Regions from separate parts of the Sus scrofa genome. Here all the other regions are linked to region 2. The links are chromatin contacts, called in public HiChIP or PLAC-seq maps. All regions are on one chromosome and are shown on one strand. Each heading gives the region's core, a stretch centred on a gene start, on an enhancer-like site or on the middle of the called end of the contact. The rest is flanking DNA. Distances are from core to core; before and after follow the strand shown. Region 1 has its middle 300 kb from the start of RNLS. Region 2 overlaps PTEN (phosphatase and tensin homolog). Region 3 has its middle 330 kb from the start of PTEN.

The links. HiChIP or PLAC-seq counts read pairs in DNA pulled down with a chosen protein or histone mark.
Region 1: a contact with region 2 is called in an H3K27ac HiChIP or PLAC-seq map of alveolar macrophages. The contact joins two enhancer-like sites. A contact is called at or near these places in 1 of 47 Hi-C or Micro-C datasets (omental adipose tissue) and 2 of 2 datasets of contacts at active chromatin or transcription factors (alveolar macrophages and skeletal muscle).
Region 3: a contact with region 2 is called in an H3K27ac HiChIP or PLAC-seq map of alveolar macrophages. The contact joins two enhancer-like sites. A contact is called at or near these places in 2 of 47 Hi-C or Micro-C datasets (both in embryonic fibroblasts) and 1 of 2 datasets of contacts at active chromatin or transcription factors (alveolar macrophages).

The regions. Positions count from the first base shown.
Region 1 is chr14:100,305,901-100,309,547 of Sscrofa11.1, forward strand. No RefSeq gene overlaps it. Among named protein-coding and RNA genes, the nearest start is that of RNLS, 300 kb to the right of the region's middle. Within about 2 kb of position 2,096, at least 7 of the 83 cell types and tissues checked have an H3K27ac peak or open chromatin away from gene starts, as enhancers often do. A contact at or near this core is called in alveolar macrophages, where this site is marked.
Region 2 is chr14:99,947,477-99,951,572 of Sscrofa11.1, forward strand. The region is part of intron 1 of PTEN (phosphatase and tensin homolog); the gene reads left to right. Among named protein-coding and RNA genes, the nearest start is that of PTEN, 19 kb to the left of the region's middle. Within about 2 kb of position 2,200, at least 2 of the 83 cell types and tissues checked have an H3K27ac peak or open chromatin away from gene starts, as enhancers often do. A contact at or near this core is called in alveolar macrophages, where this site is marked.
Region 3 is chr14:100,262,573-100,266,401 of Sscrofa11.1, forward strand. No RefSeq gene overlaps it. Among named protein-coding and RNA genes, the nearest start is that of PTEN, 330 kb to the left of the region's middle. Within about 2 kb of position 2,454, at least 10 of the 83 cell types and tissues checked have an H3K27ac peak or open chromatin away from gene starts, as enhancers often do. A contact at or near this core is called in alveolar macrophages, where this site is marked.

The DNA.
Region 1 (3,647 bases), core at 846-3,345, 360 kb after region 2:
AGCTATGGTGTAGGCTGCAGACAAGGTTGGGATCCTGAGTTGCTATGGCTGTGGTATAGGCCAGCAGCTACAGCTCCAATTCAGCCCCTAGCCTGAGAAGGTCCATATGCCGTGGGTACAGCCCTAAAAAGACAAAAGAGGGGAGAAGGGTAAAAAACTAAAACAAAATAATGACATCTATGTCTACATATATAATCTCTATCATTTACCTTTGTACTGCTTGGTGATTCTTACAGCCAGGAGATGTGAATTAGATCTGTCTGTATCCTTCCTGTGGTCAAGATCACCTTCCTATTAGACTGAGGGTCAGGTTTATCTTCCAGCTTCTTTCTATACCTTTGTGTGTGTGTGTGTGTGTGTGTGTGTGTGTGTGTGTGTGTGTGTGTTTCCCCTGAGGATTTAGCTGACTTTGCCTGTCTTCAGGCCGGACACTCCAAGAGCAATTTGAGGCCACTCCCTGCTTTAGATACTGGCTTCCTTCAGCCTCAGTTGCTGTCCTATGCCTCCAGGGTTCCTAAAGCAGAAGTGGTGGCCAGGTCTCTTTCCTGGCTATGACACTGTCTCAAGAGGGGACTCCATGTTTCCATCTACTCGGTGTTTCCTTCTAGGAGCAACTTGAGTCTGGTTCTGTTCAGCATCCTCAGAGAACTTTGTACAATGCTTGTCAGATAGGAAATACTCTGTAATGTTTGCTGATTTGCATCCATTACTAAAATTTACAGCAGGGAGAAGGCCCTTGTGAGATCCTACCAGTTCATTTTTTTGTTGTTGTTGGTTATCCAAAGAACACATTTTTCAAATCCTAATTATCTCACCACTGGATGGGAAATAGACACCATCCCAACTCCCAGGCAAATACCTTTTCTGGATGACCCTGGCAGCGTCCCAGGAATGAGCTCATTTTTCAGAAGGGGATTCTTCTCCCAAACAACAAACCCCTGCTTTGGGGAAGAGAACAAGAAATTCCTTTGGGATTTCTCTTCTCAAGCTTCTAGAGAGCCAGTCTTCTGCAGGCAGAGATGGCTTCCAGGCTGTTCATACATAAACTGCTGCTGGCGGGCTGGTGGCCTGTTTGATAGTCTGAGGTCTAGCAAAGATTTAGCTCCCGGGGGTCACCAAGAGGTCATGGTCTCAATGATTTCCTCTGTTATTTATCTTTGGCTTGTGGTATTGGAGCTTGCCTTTGATAGAGGGCATTTCTACCACAACTGCACAGAATCAAGCACTTCAGTGCTTTGGTTTGAGGTGGAGAAGGGTTGGCTTCTAATGCTCTGAATATGTCCCTGAGTACATCTGAGAGTATCTAATTCTGCCCTTTTCTGATGAGCAAATTTATTTGGGGAGGGGGGGGGCTTCCAAGGCTCAGGTTAGGAAAGGAATTGTCCTGGTGAGGTCAGCAGTTTTTAGTTTGAGTAATTCCATTTTCAGTTCCTTAAGAGATACTCCTCTTGCTATGAGACAGAGATGAAAGCAGCACTTCTTAGGCCTCTGGGGTGCGTCGTTACTTTCCTGAACTGCTTATGACTCACTTGCCACCGCCCTCAATGCAGCCAGGGGACCATTTATGCTGAACCAGCCTTTGGATTTCTCTTCTTAATGACAGCAAACTTGTGTGGCCAGCTCACAGGTCAACTGCTGGAGCATCCCAGGACTGGTCAGCTCAGCAGGCTCTTGGGTTTCCCAGGAGGACTCCTCAGCGTGTTTCATGTGGGTTTGCTAACCCCATCCTGTTTCATTATGATTTAAGACAACCGTTATCTCTCATCTGGGTCAGAAAGTATGAGTTGCCTAGGATTTCAACCATACATGAGGGGCCTGAATTAAACACCTAGCATCGTGGCCTGAAAAACTGGTTGCAACATGTCCTGTGCTCTCATTCCCTCAAAAAGTATCTCACCAAATGGAAGCATTTGGTTCTAGAAGTTCCTTTCTGTGTGCTGCTCCATCTCTGCCACAGAGTGCCAGGACAGACAGTGTGCTGAGCTATGTCGGGTCTGTCAAAGAAAATGATGTGATGTGTGCTGAAGACATTGCCATCTGTGGGAGAATGCAATCTAGGCTCGACACAGAAGGAAAAGGAAGTGCTGTTACGTCAGGAATATGACCAGTTAGTCAAATTCCCAGAACAGCCTGTTGCTTCTTACGGTGGCGGATGTGTCCCAGCCTCTTAGCAGCCCCAGATTTGAACTAAGGGAGAACTGTTAGGTATAGGGGCTAGACAGGAAAGAGGAGTGATATGTTTTACATATTTTCTGGCAGTGGATTTCTATATGAAATCCAGTTTACTTAGTGTCCTAGGGCACTGAAACAAAAGTTTTATGAAACAATACCTATATGTCACCATGTTATTTTCTTTTTCTGTTCTTTTCCCATTCTTTGCTATTTTAATTTAAAAAATTCTCAGCTCTCTAAATTGCTATTATGAGCCACTTATAGGTCAAAGCCCATATTTCAAACAACAGCAAAGCATTAGCATATATAAGCAGCATCCTAGGAAATTTTATATAATATGGATCCCTGGGCCTTTCTCCAGAAATTCTAATGTATCCAGTCTCAGGGCCACCAGATTTGCATTTTATATTATGAAATTCTAATTTGACCAGTGTGAGAACAGGGAAGTGTTTTGATCTTTGATATATCCCAAGTGTTTTGAATGGAGACCCTGGTACAGAATAGACACTTGATCAATGTTGGCTGGATAAATGAATGAATGAAAAAGTATACCTAGTGATTTAAATTCAAGTGGCCTAGAGATTACCATTGTGTTTGATTTGTCTTCAATTGTCTTATTGGAGTTCCTGTCATGGCTCAGCAGAAATGAATCTGACCAGTATCCATGAGGATGCAGCTTCAATTCATGGCCTCGCTCAGTGGGTTAAGGATCCAGCATTGCTGTGGCTGTGGTGTAGGCTGGCAGTTGCAGCTCCGATTCAACCCCCTAGCCTGGGAACCTCTATATGCTGCTAGTATGGCTCTAAAAAAACAAAAAAAAAAAATTGTGTTCTTTTGGAGAGAAACATTTTATTTCACTAAAATTTCAAGCTTACAGAGAAGATGAAAAAATAGGACAAAGATGTCTCTTTATCTTTTATTTAAATTTCTAGTTTAGCCACATTTGCATTTCTCATCTCCTTATCTATTTTTTTTCTTCTAAACCATCTGAGAGTTAGTTGTAGACAAAATGCCCCTTTACTACTAAATACTTCAGCTTTTTTTTTTTTTTTTTTTTGCTTTTTAGGGCGGCACCCACAGCATGTGGAAGTTCCCAGGCTAGGGGTTGAATCAGAGCTGTAGCTACTGGCCTACACCACAGCCACAGCAACACCATATCTGAGCCATGTCTGTGACCTACACCACAGCTCATGGCAACACTGGATCCTTAACTCACTGAGTGGGGCCAGGGATGGAACCCACAACCTTATGGTTACTAGTCAGATTTGTTTCTGCTGAGCCACTACGGGAACTCCCAGAATGTATTTTCTAAAAACAAGAACATTCTTTTATTTGGGTTACAATCTGAGGGGCCCCTAGACTAGAGGTTAAATGCCTAGATTATTAAACAGTGCACAGTGCCTATCTTCAAGTGACTCCATTCTCCATCCTAGTCCCACCAGCACACTTCCCTTTGTATCCGTACTATTCTCCTT
Region 2 (4,096 bases), core at 950-3,449:
GTCCATGAGCACAATTTGATTTTAGAAGTTGATAATATGGATATAACTGTGACATACTTGGAAAGTGTTTGTTAAATTTAAACTTGTTAAAATTTGTTGAAAGAAGTGTAAAGCTGATGTAGCTTATGAACCAATGACTGAATTTCTTTTCCTCTCACCTGAGCCTTAGGTGTCTGTGGTTAGACAGCATCGAAAGCAGGGAAAATGCTCCAGAAATTAGTGGAAAATAAAATTAAATGGTGAAGTGGCTGCATTTGCTAACTTGCTTTGATTCTTGTCTTCTCTTGTTAGTCTGACTTTATTCCTTTACTTATGCTGCCAGTGTAGCTCAGTGTTCCTATCAAATTTGCTTTTGATACTTTTTGATAGCTACCTCTACAGTGACTATCTGTATGTCATTTTTTTAGACCTGTCATGTTCTGTATATGCTATTACTTCATATTGTTACATCTTACAGTTAGCTGGAATTCTAAAAATAGCTTATATGTGATCTTTGGAAATAAGGAAATTATTTAATTATTTAAATAATTCCTTAAAATAATTATGGCAGAAAAAAATAGTTATTTGTATACTAGCACTGTACTTTATAAGTTGTTAAGGGATAAGCGTATCTACACATTGTACCTAGTACTACAGAGAAACTTCTCAGAACTGCTCTACTGTTAGTAATTATTATACTTAAAATAAGATTCAGTCTATATGTCAGGAACATATTATTGTAAAATAAGGCTTAGGGAGCACTGTTTTTATCCCTTGTCATTTTGAAAAAAATGCAACATAATGGAAAGTAGTAAAACAAAATATGTTAGGGAGCTATTTTTGGTTGTTACCCTCTATTTGAAAATTCAAGGTAAATTTATAGCATAAACTGCATTAATTAAAAATTCTGAAATACAGTAGACTCATGAGATCACAACTCACAAGGTGTTTTCTAAAAGATAATTTGTTAATTATAGGCAATTAGGAAAATATTTTTAGTGTTTTAAGTTATGATTGGCTGCGTAGAATATCCAATAAAATTATTTAGCTCTTATGAAGCCACATTATTTTATAATAGGTCAGTTATACTGTGGGTTAAATCAACTTCTGTAGACAGACTTTAAAACATAACTAATGTTTATTAGTTTTTTCCTTTGGAACAGTATTCAGTGTTGTGAGAAGGGATTGTTGTAGCACTTGAATCAAACATGATATATATAACTATCAGAACTCATAAACCAATAACTTAAGATCTGTGTATTTAATTGTAGGTAAATTATACTTCAGTTTAAACAAAACAAATTTAGCACATTTGCTTGAAGGTAGGGGAGTGGGGAAAGACTGTCTATTGTGTCTCATCTCCTATAGCTATGATGGCATTCCAACTTGGGCAAAATAGAAAGTACCATATATGCATTTCTCACCTCTCTGTTGCATGTGTAGTAGCCAATGATGTGGGGAAAAAAGGCTTTTTTTCTTTCTGGAGTTACGTTTTACATATGTTCTTAAATAAAAAGGCAAATTGATATAGTACAGTTTTTAAAGAGTTTAAAATTTCAGTTAAGCTTAGATGCTCTTTAGAAGGGTTAGATTATTCAGTAAGTCAGTGTCATTGAAGAACAACCAAATAGTTCTGGTGGGCTCTTCTAATCCAGAGTTGTACCATTTGTTCAACTGAGAGACAAACATCACTGTTTTAGGCATTGTTCATATATTACATCATTTAATCCTTATGACAGTGCTATTATATGATAGTGTTTTAATAGTATTATGATAGTATTTTATTATTCAGAGCAAAATATCTAAAATTTTTTTGTAAGAAACGTTTTAGCATAGGGAAGCAAAAAGCCATATATTAAAAAGATTTTGTTTATTGATATAATTCTTGGCATAAGAAATATTTGCCTCAAGTTTGAGCACTCAATAGCTGCTGACGTTAGTTTTGGAAATACCAGTAGATTTTTATATTGTGTTTCAGAAGTTTTTTAATTTTAACGTTATTTCAAATTACTTTCATTTGAAACTGCTTCCTTTGAAAATTTTATATTTTATTGATTTGAAACATGGAAAAACTTAATCTTTTGTGAGACTGAATGGTGTAAAAAGCTTGGGCTTTGGAGTTAGGTACATGAGTTTGAATCATAACAAACTACTTAACTGGCTTTAGGACCTTTGGCAAATTACCCAATCTTTTTGACCCTCAATTTCATCATCTATGAAGTGGTAATGTTACTTCATAGGATTGTTAAGATTAAATGAGAATGCATTTGGCATACTGTCTGGGACATGTTCTTTCTGTTTTTCAATCTTATGAGGGATGCCAAAGTCTTGGGAAAAACTGTATGAATAAGAAAGATGAGAGTCTGAGCAACCTGAAACCTTAAGAAGACTGAAGTCCTAGCTTTTCTTTATAGGAAGGACTGGATTGTTACTCTATAAGAGATTGCAGGGCCATAGGAACTCCCATGTTGACCAAGCTCCCTGCCACAGCATCATTAAAACTAGAGCTACTCTATCAGTCCCTCCACCTTCTCCATAAAGTTTCGTGTGTGAGCTGTGCTGGACTACTCGCTTTTTCTGAATATTTTATGTGTTCCTTTATTTCTTCTCTAACCCTCTGTTTGGAATGTTGTAATTGCCCTTGTTTCTTCTTCTGTTTACTAATGTCTGACTTATTTTTTAAGGATTATCTAATGTATTACCTATTTTATAAAGCTTTATCTCTTCTTGTACAGAATTAATCCCTTTTTCTAGCTTTTAAAGTATCTTGATCTTATGTATAATGGGGCCTTTGGCACAGTTGTAGATCTGTATGTCTGTCTTCCCTAATAGAATAGGAACCTCTCAAGTGCAGTAGTCTTTGTTTACTTAGCCTTATGTTCTCAGTGCCCCTTGCACAATGTTCATTATGTGTTTGGGTAATGAAGTGAATAAAGCGGGGGGGGGTGTATCTGAATTCACTTTAATGAGTACGTAACACCCTCATTTATGTATAGTTACTGACAAATAGTTTTCTTAAATTAACCAAGCCCTTTGCAACCTTACTTAATTAGTATTCATAATACAAGAGTAAATTTGAGTATAGTTCTGTTAAAATGACTGCATTTCAAGGGGCTTTGTATTTTTTTTTAATTGAAGAGTATTTATTTACAGTATTTCAGGTGCATAACAAAGTGATTTGGATTTTTTCCATTAGAGGTCATCCAAGGTATTGAATGTGATTCTCTGTGCTATACAGTAGGTCTTTGTGGTTTATCTATTTTATATATAGTAGTATGTATCTGTCAATCCCAAATTCCTAATTTATTCCTTCCCCCATTTCTTTTTTTTTTTTCCCCACTGTACAGCAAGGGGATCAAGTTATCCTTACATGTATACGTTACAATTACATTTTTTTTCCCCACCCTTTGTTCTGTTGCAACATGAGTATCTAGACAAAGTTCTCAATGCTATTCAGCAGGATCTCCTTGTAAATCTATTCTAAGTTGTGTCTGATAAGCCCAAGCTCCCCATCCCTCCCACTCCCTCCCCCTCCCATCAGGCCGCCACAAGTCTTTTCTCCAAGTCCATGATTTTCTTTTCTGAGGAGATGTTCATTTGTGCTGGATATTAGATTCCAGTTATAAGTGATATCATATGGTATTTGTCTTTGTCTTTCTGGCTCATTTCACTCAGTATGAGATTCTCTAGTTCCATCCATGTTGCTGCAAATGGCATTATGTCATTCTTTTTTATGGCTGAGTAGTATTCCATTGTGTTCTTCCCCCATTTCTATGATTTCTCTATAGGGCTAGAATCTTACTAGCATTCTTACTGAAGAATTAATCAGTTAGACAGGTTTTTAGTAGTAATAATTATTTTTTAAATAAAAAATTTCTACTGCATTGCTTAGAAAAACATGGCATTATTTCAGTTTATATTTTTGGCTAAGATGTGTTTATAATTTTTTTTAGATAGGAATTCCTGATTGGTGGTAGCTGCCACTACTTTGGGTTCCCTATGGCTGCCTCATTTTTTTTAACTGTGATTTCCCATTTTTTTATATTCTCTACAAGACAGAGTAAAAAGTAAAGATTATTCACTTTCAGGACTTATACTGCTTTAGGCTTGATTTGAG
Region 3 (3,829 bases), core at 1,204-3,703, 320 kb after region 2:
ATAAGTGGAATGTCAGGACATTTGGATTTAATTTTCATCTCTCTCACAGCTGGAAAAATCAATTCTCAGTTTCTTCTTCCAATGAATCAGGTATCTTGATACCTGTCTCCTACTACATCAAGGATAAAATCTCTTTCTGAGTGTCCACAACATGCTCCCCAAAGACCAAAAGTTATTCAGCTTAGTTTTCACATTCCAGATTCTTAGAGATCAGCCAGCAATGATATAACCTCTGAACTTTGTAGGGAAGAAAATCCAAATTTGATACTCTCTATAGAGCCAGCGAATATTAGAAATTAAAGTTTTAATAACATCCTTCTATATTTTTAGTTCCCTACTCATTAAATTATAGAATTGATGTATTCGTCAGCTGGAGCTGCCATAACAAAATATCATAGGTCCGTATTTTGCTTAGACAATAGATAATTATTTCTCTCAGTTCTGAAGGCATGGGAGTTCAAGATTAAGATACCAGCTAGTTTGGTTCCTGGTGAAGGTCTTGTTCCTGGTTTCCAGAAATCTCTCTTCTTTTTTTCCTATACCTACTGATCCCATCATGACTGCCCCATCCTCACGCCCTAACTTAACTCAGTTATTTTATAAAAACCTCCCAAATAATATTTCTAATTTGGGGGTTAGGGCCTAAACATATGAATTTTGGAGGACCACAACTCGGAACACAGCAATTGTAATTGAAAACAACTTGGGACCAATATAAGGTTGCTAATAATTTGTCATTATTCTATGAATTAACTAATTATATAATTAAAAATCATTAAAAATCAATTAATTAATATAAAAATAGACTAAAGAAAGGTCCTCTAAATGCATTTAGCTATATAAAATACTTACACTGGTGTTCTAACTTTTTTCATCTCACTATGACTGACAAAACTTTGTCATAAAATGAATTCTGTAAAGGTTTTGTATGAATTCATAATTGAAGAGACAAAAACTTTGCCTTTTTTAAAATAAAGGTTTTGAATTTAACTAATTTGTGCACAAAGTTTTCCTAATTTTGGAACTGTTGGGATTCTGTGCCGAAGCAGTGCTTAGAGGCAAAGAAGTTAGGAACACTCAGTCATCAACAGACATTATAATTTAAGACATGTTTATCCAGCCCAATGTCAAGGACATCAAAGTGGACAATTTCAGCTCTTTATCTGTGCACAGTTTATACAACCCCTTGTTATCCAGTGCAAAATTTTAATTTCAGTCTTCAACAACTAGAAAGACAGAATATCAATCTTTGATAAATAAAACTAGACTCAGAGGTATTAATATCCCTGCAATTAATGTCTCTCCCAACTAACCACATGTCTCTGGATATAGTTGAAGAAGAATTTCAGCTATCTAAGACTCATAAGGTCCCAGCTCCAGCTGGGACTTCAAATCATGTTTCCAGAACACAAAGAACACTTGATAAAGTTGGAGAGAAATATTTTTCAAAAATATGTCACCAGGCAGCTTGGGAGTGATTTAACAGAACCATCCTACAGGGTATGAATTTAACCTTTGATCTCTGAAATGAAGGTCAGCAAATTTGTTTTTACTCTACATCTCTTATAATCAACTCAATGTCTGGGTAAATCAGTTTCTAAAGAGGAGGCTGTGTTTGCAGATAAGTGATACTTTCACCCTTCAATTTTGAACCACTTAACCCTCTCTTCCCTGAGTTAAATTCTACTGCTGTTGTCAACTTTTTGTGGGAAAGGAATCTAAAAACTTAAGATGCCATGTATTAGAATGGGGGAAATGCCATACTGTTGGCTACAAATGAAATAAAATGTCCAAGAAAAATGTTTTAGTGGTGTTTTTTTTTTTTTTCCCTTCTAGGAGATGAGCACATGAAAAGATACTGTTTTTTAGCTATCAGTTCACCTGAAGTCTTCTTGCCAATCCCAGGTTGGCAAAGAATAGCCTATGGGCTAAATCCAACCTACTGCCTGTTTTTGTAAATAAAGTTTTATTGGAACACGACCATGTTCATTCGTTTAGGTATCATCTCTGGCTGCTTTCGTGTTACAATGACAACTGACTAATTGCAGCAGAGAGCATGTGTCTCACAAAGCCTAAAATATTTACTCTCTGGGCCTTTACACAAAATCTTTGCCAACCACTGCTTTAAATCAAAGAAAGAGGCTTGGGGTGGTGACATCACAATAATACATCCTTAGCACAGATATAGCAATGGCTTGGCAGTAAATGAGGATGGGACGTTGGTTTTAATCCAGATATTCACTTTTTAGAAACAGAGTCTCAGAATAACATTAAGCTGATGAAAAGAACAATAGTTGGGGATGCATTGTAATGAGGTATAGACATAGTAACTAAATTTATTCCTCTGATTCTCCAGCAGTCTATCTAATAAAAATACGCTACAGTAGAGATGAACCCAGAATCTTCAGCTGATGTCAGCCATTTGGGAATAAGAGTTCCTTCTCTGCAGCAGATGTGTGGCTTGAAGTTCATCATGAGTACACTCAGAGAGAGAGCACAGCATGTGTTGTTCTGTGGAGGGGACCAACACTGGCCTGTCAATGGGATAACAAATTTTGTTAAAGGACTTGGGGAAACAGTAAGGGTTGGGAACTGGGCTAGAACTTGAAAAATGAATTTTAACCCTTCCTGGGTATGACTATCCTTTTAAAATAATGATGATTCTGTCCAAGAAATGCCTATCAAATTTAAACCAAAAGAATGCAATGCAGTCAGTTGCCGTGCTTGCCAGTCATTCTACATGGACAGCTGCCAGGAGGTTGATACACAAAGGCGATGGTTGCATGCATGGTTATTTCAGTCCTAGACACTCGTCATCCCTTGAAATTGCTCTGTTCCCAGGATTCCAAACTCCAGCCTCCCCTTGCCTTTCTCAGAAGTCAAGTGCATGAGCCAATGAGGGTGGGCCCCCTCAATTTCCTTCTCTAACCCAAACTGCAGGTATTCATTCTGGGTCCAGATTTTCACTCCTGTCTTGGAAGAAAGGCAGAGACCCACCGCTGGGCTTGAACACTGCTGTATTTCCTGCTCTTTTTAGGACACTGCTTTTTCATTTGCAAGGTTTTCCTTTCTACTGACTCTTTCTGTTTTCCTAACTAACATGCTTGGGTCTCATTTGATCTAAAACTATGAAAAACCAAAACAAAAATTAGAGAAATTTGCTTCGACTTAGTTCCTCTCTTTTCCCACTTTTTTTCCTGACTTTTTTCTCTTTCACTGTCTGTAGCAAGAATAAGACTAGGTTATGCTATGATAACACACTGCCTCTACATCTTAGTGGTTTTCTACAATGACCCAGCTTCCATAAGGATGTATCTATACTGCTGCCACCTCTTTTCTCAGTGTCTACTCACTGTACCCCCACCCATATCTTCTAAACCCTGGCTTTTGTCACCATCACTCTCTTAAAACTACATTTTGTTGTTGTTGTTTTCACTTTTCATTTCTTTTTTTTTTTTTTTTTTTGTATTTTTCTAGGGCTGCACTTGCAGCATATGGAGATTCCCAGGCTAGGGGTGTAATCAGAGCTGTAGCTGCCCGCCTACGCCAGAGCCACAGCAATGTGGGATCCGAGCCACGTCTGAGACCTACACATAGCTCGTGGCAATGCCGGATCCTTAACCCACTGAGCAAGGCCAGGGTTCAAACCCGCAACCACATGGTTCCTAGTCGGATTTGTTAACCACTGAGCCACGACGGGAACGCCTAATTTTTTAAAATATTTATTTATTTATTATTTATTTTGCTTTTTAGGGCTGCAGCCACAGCATGTGGAGGTTACCAGGCTAGGGGTCCAATAAGAACTACAGCTGTCGGCCTAGGCCACAGC